3 separate regions of the Zea mays genome follow, and all the other regions are linked to region 1. The links are chromatin contacts, called in public Hi-C maps. All regions are on one chromosome and are shown on one strand. The core of a region is the stretch at or near the end of the contact, and the rest is flanking DNA. Distances in the headings are between cores, read along the strand shown.

Region 1 (4,411 bases), core at 497-2,996:
AATATGCCTCTTGAGTTCTAGTTATGCTAAGTTAGGGATTGTTGCATAGTATTTTAATAATGACTAGCAAATAAATGAATCATATGGGAGAAGGCAATGCTATCGAAGTTACTGAGTAAGGCCAAAGAAACTTACATCATTCCGAATTCTTTCCACGTACGCTTCCATGTTTTGTCTCTGCATCTCACTCAAAAGTAACTCGCATGTTCTAGGCCTAGGTACAATTTCACTGCCTACCATCTCATCATAGAGTAGATAAGCCCAATCGGTCTCACCGACCTTGCAGAGACCATGGATCAGAAGGGTATATGTATCAAGATCTAACCCTAGACCATTTCTATCACGAAGCTCACTCAACAAACGGTGAACGGCAGCAGCTTGCCCTCTTCTACCAAGCAGCAGTCTAAGAAGTGGCTGATATGTCTGAAGATCAGGTTTGCAGGATTGTGCTTCCATCTCTTTCAGTACACCGAGCGCGTCATCATCTCGCCCATATTGGCAGAGAATTGATATCATCGTGTTATAGGTGGCCACGTTGCGGAGCACGCCATTCCTTGGCATCTCCACGCGAAACACTTGGTTGGCTTCAAACAAGTGACCTGCTCTACCGAGAAGGTTGATCAGGGCGTTGTAGAACAAGGTATCAGGCTTACAACCAGAGGACTTCATTCTATCAGAGACACTCAGAGCTTCTTCAAACCTTTCGCATTTTGTCAGTGAGGTCATGATCATCGTGTATGTGATCACATTCGGATGGCAGCCCTGAGAACCCATGGAATCAAGGACTTCGTAGACCCTCCTGAAGTTGCGCTGCTTGCAGTACGCCTCAAGAACAGCCGTGTATGTGATGACGATAGGAGGGAACCCCCTGGTTTTCATCTCCTCGATCGTCCACAGCGCCTCGTCAATCCTGCGCACGCTGCACCAACCATGGACGAAGATGTTGAAAGTGTACGCATCTGGTGCGATATGAGGGCTGAGCATGACAAAGACCTCGCGCGCCAGTTCGACTTTCTTCTCCTTGCAGAGCGCGTCCAGCAGCACATTCATGGTCTCCGTGTTCCTCTCCAGTCCCAAGTCCTCCAGCTGATCAAACAACAGAATGGCATCCCTCCACTTCCTCGCAGCGGCAAGCCTCCTGATGCTCTTGGCGACAGTGTCCACCGTGACGAGCCCCCTGCAGTGCATTTCGGACAGCAGATCCCACATCCGGTCGATCTGCCTCGTCTTCCCGAGCAGGTCGACCATCCGGCTGCAGGCGTACGGTGTGTGCGAGTAGCCGCCGCCCCGCGACTGCGCCCAAAGGAAGAAACCCAGCGCGGGTTTCCAGCAGTCCCCGCACCCGCGCAGCAGGCTGTCCGCGACGCCGCTCGTCAGCCGGACCTCGGAGCACTCTGCCGCCAGGGCCCGTACCAGGTCCTCGACGCTCCCCTTGCGCGCCCTGAGGAGCGAGCTCTTGATTTGTGCGGCCGCCGCCTCTTCCTCCGCCGTGAGTGCGGCGCTGTTGGAACTTTGGCTCGAAGGTGCGGCGCACGATGACGATCTGCGGAGAGAGAGGCGTAGCAGGGTCCTCCCGTCATCACAGCAACGCCCCCGGCGCCGGAGACCGCGCAGAGGCATCGGCAGACGATGTCCGCGGCCTGTCGCTCCCGCCGGCAGTTGGTTCAGCAGTGCTGAGCACCTGAGCTGCCGGTGCGGCGGCAGAGGGATAGGAAGTGCGTGCGCCGCGTTTCAGCGTTTAGGATGTGACGATCGACGAGGCTGCAAGCGCCGGACCGCTGCGACCGCGGCCCATGGCTTAAAAAGGCCCAATACTTTTTGGCGCCCGCTCAAAGGCCCACAGCCACAGCACACTGCATAGCAGTTGACTTATTTGCCCGTGTACCAAGTTACCAACCGCTCGGGTCACTTTTTCGAGACTCTATTTCTAAAGCTATCTCGAGTAGATCTCCTCCATCCATCTCCTATTTCAAATTTCTATCTATAAACATTATTAAACAATATCATTTATAGTTACATGTCCTCTATTTTCTATGCTCTACTAGAGACAATCTAACTTCGCTCTCGCCCAGTGTTCGAGCCCTGGTTGACGCACTATTTACCTAGAATTTTTAGGCATAGGGTACACAGTGTGAGTTTAGTAGTACTAGTAAAGTGCCCGTCCTAACTATACAACAAATCTAAAAAGACAATAAAGTGAATACACATTATAAATCATGTCAAAAGTGATTGAGATAACGAGGTGAACAAAAAATCTGAATCATGACACAAGTGAATACACATTAAGATTAAGTTATCCTGCAGCTCGTGTTTATCAGGGATAGGTCGGCGTCGGCCTACAGCAAGGACTCCAGGTCCAGGGACGAGAAGATGACCTCCTACAGCTCTAGGACCAACGCATCAGTAGGCTTCCAATCCATCTCGTAGATTCAGCCATTTCCGCCACCATTCCTGCGCTAGTCATAATCGGTTCTGCTGTGTCTCGCCCAGTCCCACACAATCTTGAGGAAGCTAATGAGCCGTGCAGTGCTGCAGTTTCTGTGATGGTTATGTGTAGCTCTTCAAATTCAATCCTATACTGCTTGCCAGTGACAGGGTCTCTATGTATAGCCATTGCAAATGAGAAAAACCAGTTCAACGAATTCTCAGATTGCAGTGACTGGACAAAGTTATGCGCCACCACCCTGATAAACAAAATGTTGCGACATTTTCAGATATGTAAAGGAACATGTTATTGTTTTTTTATTTCTCTTGGAAATATATTATATGAGTACAGTTCTTATAACTTTCACCATCGGGTTTCAAATATATATGTCATCTTTCACCAGCTCCACATCTACAACATGGTTGGAAGTAGTATACATAATGGTAATACAATGCAGAGTAAAACTACACTGACCGAAGCTGGTAATCTGCCACTGTCCTTGTGGACGAACATTGCTTCATACACTGGGAAATTGATCGCTACTATCAGCGCACATAGAACGACATGCACAAACATAGCTCCCAGACTCACCGCTCCTTTACGCAACTTTCAGCATTCAGTGGGCTTGTTATTAACATTGTAATCTGCACTCCAAAGAGGAAAAGAAGCACTGATTAGATTCAGCTAGAGGACCACATGAAAAGGCTAAATAAATAAACACAAAGGTAGTAGGTGTTGAAGTTGACTGAGTACAATCCTAAAAGCTCAAGTTTTCTAAACACGAGTATATTTTTCATGCTAAGGGTCACATCATTTTCAGTATTGAAAGTTTTGGCAAACAAATTAAAAGTAATAAATAAGAAGACAAAAAAACAGAATCAAATGCAAAAAGGATACAAGAATATGATTGAAACCATTATATCCTGCATGAACCCACAAGTAAAACAACATGCGTGATGTTTAAACCTAACCTCTATGTCAGATATACGTTGTTGTTCCATTGAATGCCAGTAAAGGAGATGATCAGATAGAGCTAATGCAGATTTAGCCATCATGGCAGCCAATCAAACAAATAGGGAAACAATTCGATCATCACATATCTCCTCACCATAAAAACAAACCATTTAACTTTATATAAAAAGCAGGATCGTAGTTACAAATCAGGAATGTCAACTGTGAAATGATGGCACAAACACAAGTTCACTGAGTATAATATTTAGAATTATTTTTGTTAGAAAAAAATAGTTGTTGAAGTCTGAAAATGGAAGCTGTGAAGTCCAAGCTCTAATCTCTAAGACTCCTTTCGAAGCCTGGCATGGAAAGAAACTTAGTGTCAGTCATTTGAGATTTTTTGGTTGTGTTGCCCATGTGAAGTTGGTTGGTCCAGGTTTAAATAAACTGGCTGATAGATCTAGCAAAATGGTTTTCATAGGTTATGAGTCAGGCTCAAAAGGTTACAGACTATTTGATCCTACCAAGTACAGAAGTATAGTTGGGAGTCTGAGATATCTTGTAAACACCAGACCTAACCTAGCATATTTTGTGGGAATGGTGAGCAGATTTATGGAGACACCAAATTCTGAACACCGGACTGCCATTAAAAGAATTGTAAGATATGTGGCTGGTACAACACAATACGGCTGTAGGTATGTAAAAGGGGACAACTCAGAATTATTGGGATATTCAGACAACGACCATCCAGGTGATCTTAAAAAAAGGTAAAACACTACTGGTTATTAAGTAGCTGCAGGTTATTCGATGAACAGTAAAAAAGAAGTGAAAATTATTATATCAATCATAGAGGTTACAAAGCATAAGATTAATATGTATACCTATATAATTGTACCATGAGTCATGTATGCATAACTTTCAGAGTGCAATAATGAAAGCACATCTTTCAGCATCCCCAGCTGATCTTGGTATGGACATCGTAATCTGCACTACAGAGAGGAAAAGGAGCACCAATTAGACTCTACAGCTGGAGCT
Region 2 (4,411 bases), core at 740-3,239, 210 kb before region 1:
GCAACCTAATGACCACATATCGATAGCAGTCGAATACTCCTTTGCTCCTAATAGTAGTTCCGGAGCCCTGTAATTATAAGGAGCAAACAATGACTCATGATTGTACATGTGAGAATGTCAAGTTAAATCGTGATATAAAAATGTATGGGACATTTGAGAAATCTTATGCTAGCTGATAACATACCTGTACCACAAAGTCACAACTGGTTGGGTGTAAGGCTTTAGCAGGCTGCCATATTGACGAGAGAGTCCAAAGTCACATATTTTCAACTCACCGCGGTTATTCAAGAGGAGATTTGATGTCTTGAGATCCCTATAAAGCAACATGACATTATTAAATACGGAGTACATAAAGAAAGCATAAACCCCAGTTAGTGTTATGCAGAACAGCAATGAGTAAGAATCAGTAGTTGGTCGTTACCTGTGAAGTACCCAATTGTCATGAAGATACTTCACGCCCTCTAGCAGCTGAAGCATCAAACATTTGACCTCACTTTGGCTATATGGTTGCTTCATCGCCTCCATGACACCCTTAAGGTCATGCTCCATGTATTCCATCACCATAAAAGTATCATCGTCATGACCACCAACAACTACTTCCTTGACATCCACAATTGAAGGATGGTCAAAGGATAGAAGGATATTGATTTCTCTGAGAGAAGTCAATGGAAACCCTTCCCGTCCATTTTCCTTATCTACCTTGACCTTCTTCAAAGCAACTATCTCACCAGTTTTCTTGTCTCTCACCCTAAATACGACTCCATATGTACCCTCATTGATTGTGTTGATCCTCTCAAAGTCATCAATACTCCTACAGCCCTGAAGCATGTTAAAGCACCTACGTGGTGTTCGCACAACCTCAGGTGATCCAGACCTACGCATATTGCTCCTGGAATGAGTATCCAGCGAACAACCAACAGAAGAATCAATGCCATCACCCTCGTCTACCTCGATATTCCAGTTTTCACTACCCATTGAGTTAGACGAACTTGAGGAACTTCTTGATGTTTTACTGCCCATCGCTTCTCCCAGCTCTGAGCCCATGATTTTCTTTGTGGATTTCTGTTCAGGCAAATGAGCAGGTGGCACACTTTTCTTCTTCTTAGGCACAATCACCACTTCCTCCTCTTCAGCAGCATCCGCCCACCTTGAAGTAAAAATGTTTCTCGTTGCACAATCCTCTTCCCCCTCAGTAATCGCGTCCATCCTTTCAGCATCATTTGGAACTACCAAAACTTCTGGATCCATTGGTGAGCACCCACCAACCGCAGACATAGGGGGCGGCGAAGGAAGAGGGAGCTCCGCAGCTATGGCATCAGGTCCTCTCCTGCTCCACACCTCATCTCTTGCCCGCAGCTTTGAAACATTCGTATCGTGGAATCCAGGTGAGTGCTTCCTCTTCTTGCTTGCTGGCAACGCACCTCCATCCCTGCAGACCCCAAGACCCCCATCCTCCCTCAGCACTGGTGGGCGCCCACCAGACTCCGAGCCGCTATCGCTTGAGACCTCACCAGGCTCCTTATCGTCCTTCCTTTTTGAAGGTCGGCTCTTCGGTGGCGCATACGGCGAGCGGTGGCGGATGTACCCGTTGGGCACTTCACGGCCCCTGCTGCCATCACGGTGGCGATCCGAGTCGCGGTGGCGGCTCGAGTGGCGGTACTCCTTGCTCCTCCTAGAACGCTCCAGGTCGAACTCCCGCCTCCTGGCCACGTCGAAGCTCCTATAACCCCCGTGCCGCGCCGCAGCCATGGAGTGCTGCAAGCAAGAATCCCACGGAACGGAATCGATCCGAAGCAAACCCTAAAATTCGAGGCGGAATTCGACGACAAACCCTAGATCCCCTACCAAAACACAAAATCCAATAAAAGATTGGGACCGGATCAGGGAACACTCTGATCTGAGCGAGTTCGCTCGCGTCGAACACGATAGGCTAATTGGGAGTGGAGGCGACGCGGGCCGCCGGACGCGGAGCGGGCGAGCGGCGGAGAGAATGCCGGGTTATTAAGGCTGGAGGCTCGAAACAGGCAGGGAACGCGAATAAATAAAGGCAGACAGAACCGCGCGAGGGAAGGTAACTCGGAAACCGAACCGAACGTTCGGTTTTTTTATCTCAGAAGTTTGTTTTTCGATATAATACAAAAAAAACAAATTACCAATCTTTATCGATTCAAAAATTTAACTATTCCATTATGTAAACTAAACATGTGAAGCAATTAAATTACTACTCACATATTTATATGTGATGTATGATATATCTCTACATATTTATACCTATATAATTTTTACTTTTAAAAATTATTTGTAATTTATTATATAAATTTGGTGTATGTGTTGTCTTGATTATAAGTTTGGTATTTAGATTTTACCGAGAAACCAAAATAAAAACTGAAACCATGGTTTTTCATTTTCACGAAAACCAATTAGTTTCTAATGTCTAGAAAACCGAAAACCCGAACCGAAGTTTAAAAAACCGGATGTTAAGCCCTACGGCAACCCCAGTTTGGTTTCCAAGTATAACAGTCGACTAAGAGCATGTACAACCCTATTAATTGAGAAGTCTATAGGATGTTAAGTACAAAAAAAATCGAGAAACAGACTCTTCGCAAAAAGTCTGTCTCTTCACGGCTTTCTATGCACATTATCTCTTAACTGCATTAATGTTTTAGAGCTTAGGGTTGTATGAGCACAGGGTTGTATGTTGCAGTTTCTTAGACTCACTCCAACAGGTGCCAGCCAAATCTGGCAGCTATTTTGCTCTTTGGCTGGCCCCTCCCGAATGCCTGCCCAGCTATCCGCGACGTGCATCCAACAGCAGAGGAAAAAAGAAAGAATGAAGCAAGGCAAATGATTGAGGGGACAGCTTGTCAGAGACAGGGGAAGAGAATGCCTGGCGCTCGAAGAGCAGGCAGAATGCCGTTTTCTCTCTCCTCCTGGTATTTTGGCTGGCGTGTATAGCTGTTCTGTTGGAAGGCTCAATTTTGAGCTACAATGCTCAGCGGCCAGTCATTTTACCTTTGCCTGCCTGGATAGCTGCTCCGTTGGAGTAAGCCTTAACCATCTATTCTAAGAGATTGCATAGTACAACCTTGAAACACTGGATCATCAATGCAACGAAGAGTCTGTGTCTTGTATTTTTTTCACTTAGATCCTAAAAATCTCTAAAAAAAATCTCATATTAAATAAAGTTGTACATACTCTTATCGTTGGAAATATCAGATACCGTGTCGGACTTAAGCTTCAAGCGGCCCGGTACATGATAGTTGAGGTTGGAGCGGCTAACGGATGACGGCGGACGCCACTGGACGAGCACATGGTAGGAAACTTCATTTAGCCGACTTCACGATGTCGGTTGATGTCGGTTTGATCAAAATTACCGAAATGTCGTTATTCAGAGTTCGGGCACGTATTTAATAAGAGCAGTTCCAACCCTCCACGTCAACCAGTTTTCATAACATTAAATAGACTGCCACATAGGTAAAATGATGATGTGACAAGAGCGTTAATGAAAGAAAGGAAACAAAATGAAGACACTGGGTCTCATGCAGGAAACCATGTCGGCTCAATCTCCAATGAGCTAGGACACCGCCCCAAATGCGTTGGAGGGCAAAACACCACTTCTACCACATGTTTTATGGGACCATAGTAAAGCCTCGGATACCATGCACGTAGCTTGCGACCCTCGGCATGTGTGAGTTTCGCCGTTTGGGTTGAAAGATGTAGTTTCTATAACTCATGTCTTGATGATGTGGCAGCATAGACTCTACTTATGGGCTTCATGGATTGGGACTGCTCTAAGGTGTTTAGTTTTGTGGAGTAAAGTTTAATATATATTATATCGAATGTTTGAATATTAAATATTATCTAATTAAAAAATATAGATAAAGACTAAATAATAAAATATTTTTTTAATCCTATGATTAACAAATTTTTAATGTAGCATCACATCAGTTAATTATAGAGTAATTAGGTTTAAACATTGGATAGCGCTAAAATTTAGTAGAGGAAAACGAACGAGCCTAAGTCTTGTTTAGTTTCTTTATTTGAGGAAATCAAAGATCGGAGTGTGTTTGGTTCTAGAAACTATAGTTTAGTTCACTACCGGAATTTGGCTCTTTGCCGAGTGCCATATTCTTTGCCGAGTGTTTTATTTCGGGCACTCGGCAAAGAGCTCTTTGCCGAGTGTCACGCAAAAAACACTCGGTAAAAGAAAACACTCGGCGAAGAACCTCTTTGCCGAGTGTTTTATTTTTGACACTCGGTAAAGAGTTTCTTTGCCGAGTGTCTTTTTTTGACACTCGGCAAAGGGCTCTTTGCCGAGTGTCACAAATACAACACTCGGCAAAGAGCTCTTTGCCGAGTGTTTTTTCTCCAACACTAGGCAAAGACAATTTAAAAATCACATTTTAAAGTA
Region 3 (4,411 bases), core at 973-3,472, 180 kb after region 1:
ATTCTCCTCCCTGCAAAGCCCATTCACATTTCCATTCCCGGCTATCACGTGTCTTTCTCATTCCCCCTCCCACAAAGCCTATTCCCATTCCCACGTGCATCCCACGCCTAGCTAAAATTAAATTAAAAAAACAGGCTCCAAGGAGATTCAAACCCGCGACCTCTCAAATAAATGTGTTTGTAGCTACCACTACACCACATGTGTGTTTATGTCTACATTTATTATAGTAAAAACATATAATACATCTCTCCCGAAGCCCACCTGCTACCCTTGCACAATGTGTATTAGTAGATAAGTATCACTGAGATTATTAAATTATATTTTTGGATTGAGGGAGTAGTATTTAAAGAAGAGCCTTGCATGCAATTTCTTTTGTTTGAATAATGTTTTCAACTTAAATACTTTTTTTGCATGTGTAACATTTATTCTCCATAATATTTTTCCATGGATCTAACTTATAAATCATTTTCATAAACCAATGCCAAAGATGAATCCATGTTTCTTACTTGGAAACCCGAACAAACACCACTAGCACGAGGCGCTCGCGTTGGTGTCGCTCACCGACGACGAGAAGAAACTTGGCGACTGCCAGTTCGAACTCTGGAAGCAGTCCTACATGGCCCATGCGCCGCTGTGTACGGCAAGCTTCGGCGCAGCCGCCGCTTGGACGTGGTCCAGAGCGGCTGCACCGCGCTGTCCATCGTCAAACATGGGGACCTCATGGTCGTCGTCAATGTCGACGACTCTCGGGTTGTTCTGGGCATCGCAACCTACGACGACGCCATCACGCCGTCTAGCTCATCATCCACCTGAAGCCTAACCTGTCACGTAAGTCGCTACTGACCGACCATGAATTCTTGTGCGCTGGAATGATGACCATTGTTGTTGTGTGTGAGTGTCCTCGAACAAGATGTATGTAGAGGAGTAGCACATCCGGTGGTGCAACGACCAGGTATACTACCTCGCTGATGAGCCCGGGGTGCACTTCATTTGGCAGCCCAGCCAAGAGTGATCGGTACTCACCATATCACGCGCGTTCGACGACTATTATATCAAGGATTGTGGCGTCATCTCGACACCGGAGGTGAGCAGAGGTGGACCGACAACAATGACCACTCGCCATCGTCGGGGTACCTTTTGTGCCGGCCTGCCTTTAATTCTCTTCGCAAACACACACTTGCATTTTTTGTTTAAGCAAGCGTGTATGGTGGTGCGTGCCTGATGACTAACGATGTACGACGGAACTTCTACCGGCAGGTGTGGCACGTGCTCTCCAATAATGAGACCATACAAATCTTGACATATATCGAAGTCTGCATGATACTGATGGTTGCAATGTAGTAGTGAAACAACTAAATTAAAATAACAAAATGTATGTATGGCTAGGATCATAAATGGATTATGAAATATTTAACAATATAAGACACATTTTATATATAAGTTATCATGGTATTATATGTTCCCGTTGCAACGCATGGGTACTGACCTAGTGTTGGTGTGATGTCAACAACGGAGAGAGTGGTGTCTATGAAACATTGCTATGTTAAAAAAACTTGTACGAGTTGATTGAATCATAAGTTGATATGTACTATAGCTTATGTCGACTTCGATTCCAGCGTAAACCCATATTCGATTAGGCTGGAGCGATTCTAGGTGAAAGTAATAATAAATTCACCGCTTATATTTTTTTTGTTATATGTATTCAACATAGTATATGCTTTTATTTTCTATGTGTGGTTTAAAAAAAGGTTATTGTTTATGTAGTGATTGGTTCATAATTTTAGAAGTGTGTAATTTTGAAACAAAAAACATGTTAAATATGTGACGTATAGCCAATAGCATAATAATCTTGAAGGTTGGATTTGGACGCTCAAAGTGACAAGCTAATAACATACTTCGTTTGTACCAATTTGATTTTTACCAAATTTGACTGTATTATTTTTTGAAAAAAAGTTTAAAGACATATTTGAAAATATATTATATTCTACAATATAAAGTTAAATGAACTAGTATAAAATATAAATTGGAACGAATGAAATATGCTATTTCTTTACCATGGATATGCTTTGAACTAGTGGACGTTGATATTTTGGTACATGAAAAATAGCAACGAGGCTCGAGGCAGGAGAATGACGGAAGCGACGACGGTGAGAGGCACAGAAGCAAACTTGTGATCGTACACGATATGCGGACAACGCCGCACCCTTCTATCTAGGCCAGACTAGAAGGGTAGAAGAAGCAACAACGGTCAAGGGCCTAGCTATTTGTTAACTCTGGCCCCTCACCTGCTCCCCTTCTGTCCAGCCCACGGGAGGGCGACTAGGGTTAGGGGCGACCGGAGGTCCCCGCGCCTGCCCAAATCCACCCATCCCTTCCGTTCAAGCCGCCGGAGCTCCCAGGCCGCTGGTGTCGAAGCCGTCGCCCCTTCCTTCCAGGCCCGCCTCCTCTCTGTCCGTTCTGTCTTGGTCGCCGAAGCTCAAGACCACAGTGTCAGGAAGTTCTCCAATCTTCCAGCCAAACACAATTCATCAGTCAGATACACTTTGACCGAGGAATTATTCAGAATCACTCCACGAGAGGATCAGCTTTCGAAGCTAGAGAAGCAGAGCTCTACCAAACAGGCCAGGACGTCTCTCAAATCCCCAGTTCAGTAACTGGCTAACTGTAGGAGAAGGAGAGAGAGATGGAGAACGGCGGCGCTAAAGGCGACGTCCCCGACGATGCGAACGAGCGTAAGGAATCATTCCCCAGCCCTCCGGTGGCCTCGTTCTTCCTCCTCTGCCTTTCTGCTTAGTAGGGCCGGCTTTCTGCATCCATGTTTTGTAACGTGGCGAAATCTTCCTTGTTTCCTCTGATATATAGATGATTTTGCCATTATCATCTTCGCCACAATGCAATCGGACCCAAAAATCATAAACACATATGGTCCCATCAATCATAGACACGGATGACAAAATAACATAGAGCCAAAACTCAGTGTCAAAATAGCAAATTTCTCGCTTCAAGGGTATTCGTGTTCCTGAACATGCTTTGTTTGGTGCTGCGCAGATTGCCCTGGAACACAGTCTGAGGAGGCAGGCAAGGCAGATGCCTGCGCTGGGTGCCCCAACCAGCAGATTTGCGCCACCGCCCCCAAGGGGCCTGATCCCGGTAATTGGATCTTTTCATATCCTTGTGTTGAATTCCACTCGATTCTGCTCTGGCGCTGGTTTACTGCAATCTCCATCATATCATTTTGTTTTATCAGTGGTTGCGGATTTGGCATTTTATGTTTTCAGTACAAAATTCTGACTAAAGCATTTTGGATTTAAAGGATTTACAACAGCTGCGAGCCTGCAAGTGCTTATATATACAAGTAAAGAAAGTCCATGTTCTAGTAGGAAGTAGCCTGTAGTTTTAGGCATTCCAGGTCCAAAAACAAGGGGAATTGAATGAGAAATTTTAGCACCAATAAAAGATTCTGGATTTGGACCAGACATGTATCCGCTCGATCCAATTATATGATTGAATGTATTTACGAATTGTTCAAAGTGAACTTTATCAGAGTAGTATTAAAACGATGTGACTGGCTAGGGAAGAAGGGTAGGGCTTGGGATGATGTGGCTCCTGTAAAGCAATTCATTGTGATCCAAATTTCAAAAAAAAAAATCGTTCTGAATTTCTGATCCAAACTTGTATAGTTGTAGGCTTGCAGTAAATGTTGAGGCTTGAAGATTTTCAGATTGAGCGGAAAGACAATGTGATTGTCCTCTAGTCCTGCACTGTATACTTAGTGGATGATAGAGACTACATCAAGTTTTCCATGACTCATCAATGCATAAATAAATGCTTGGCCTAAATGCATCTTCAACAAATCTAAATGTGCTTTAGCCACTGTAATTTATTCGATACATTTCACTGCAAAGCATCAATGTTTAAATGCCAAATGTATGATTGCCTTAACTTTTGTAGTCGGTGTCCATTTATCTTAAGCTAGGATTTTTTTTCATGCAGTTAAATGTGATTATACCATTAGCTGTAGGTGAGTGAATGAATTGTATATACGTGGGACACTGTTTACTTGCTGCTTGTATAGTGTCTGCTAGGTGAAAGTGAACTGATTGTTGACTGGTTGTATTTTGCAGATGTGGTTGCTATTGTTGAGAGGTTGGCTACTGTGAAACACAAATTGTTAGTTTTGTCTGGAAAGGGAGGTGTTGGAAAAAGCACATTCTCAGCCCAACTCTCGTTTGCCCTAGCTGAAATGGACCATCAGGTTGGCCTTCTTGACATAGATATATGTGGCCCTAGCATCCCTAAAATGCTAGGCCTTGAAGGACAAGATATTCATCAAAGCAACCTTGGCTGGTCACCTGTGTATGTTGAGTCCAACCTTGGTGTGATGTCGATTGGTTTCATGCTGCCTAATCCA

Evidence for each region. A called contact is a pair of places that touch in the nucleus more often than the background predicts.
Region 2: a contact with region 1 is called in a Hi-C map of leaf, with 8 times the contacts expected there. The contact joins the promoter of LOC103627383 here to the promoter of LOC103627382 in region 1. A contact is called at or near these places in 2 of 25 Hi-C or Micro-C datasets (ear and leaf).
Region 3: a Hi-C map of tassel shows a contact between it and region 1, with 2.6 times the contacts expected there. The contact joins the promoter of LOC100283061 here to the promoter of LOC103627382 in region 1. A contact is called at or near these places in 5 of 25 Hi-C or Micro-C datasets (ear, endosperm, leaf and 1 more) and 2 of 3 datasets of contacts at active chromatin or transcription factors (leaf and seedling).

Annotation. Positions count from the first base shown.
Region 1 is chr5:185,307,073-185,311,483 of Zm-B73-REFERENCE-NAM-5.0, reverse strand. It overlaps LOC103627382 (pentatricopeptide repeat-containing protein, mitochondrial-like), which reads right to left and starts at 1,746. Exons shown (of 1, transcript XM_008647675.4): 1 at 1-1,746. The coding sequence starts at 1,620. The coding sequence ends at 109. It overlaps LOC111589446 (small nucleolar RNA Z102/R77), which reads right to left and starts at 3,527; the gene lies at 3,443-3,527.
Region 2 is chr5:185,521,830-185,526,240 of Zm-B73-REFERENCE-NAM-5.0, reverse strand. LOC103627383 (cyclin-dependent kinase G-1-like) reads right to left here and starts at 1,989. Exons shown (of 7, transcript NM_001346708.1): 1 at 422-1,989; 2 at 185-313; 3 at 1-67. The coding sequence starts at 1,749.
Region 3 is chr5:185,127,014-185,131,424 of Zm-B73-REFERENCE-NAM-5.0, reverse strand. It overlaps LOC100283061, which reads left to right and starts at 2,222. Exons shown (of 3, transcript NM_001155963.2): 1 at 2,222-2,732; 2 at 3,049-3,150; 3 at 4,125-4,411. The coding sequence starts at 2,684.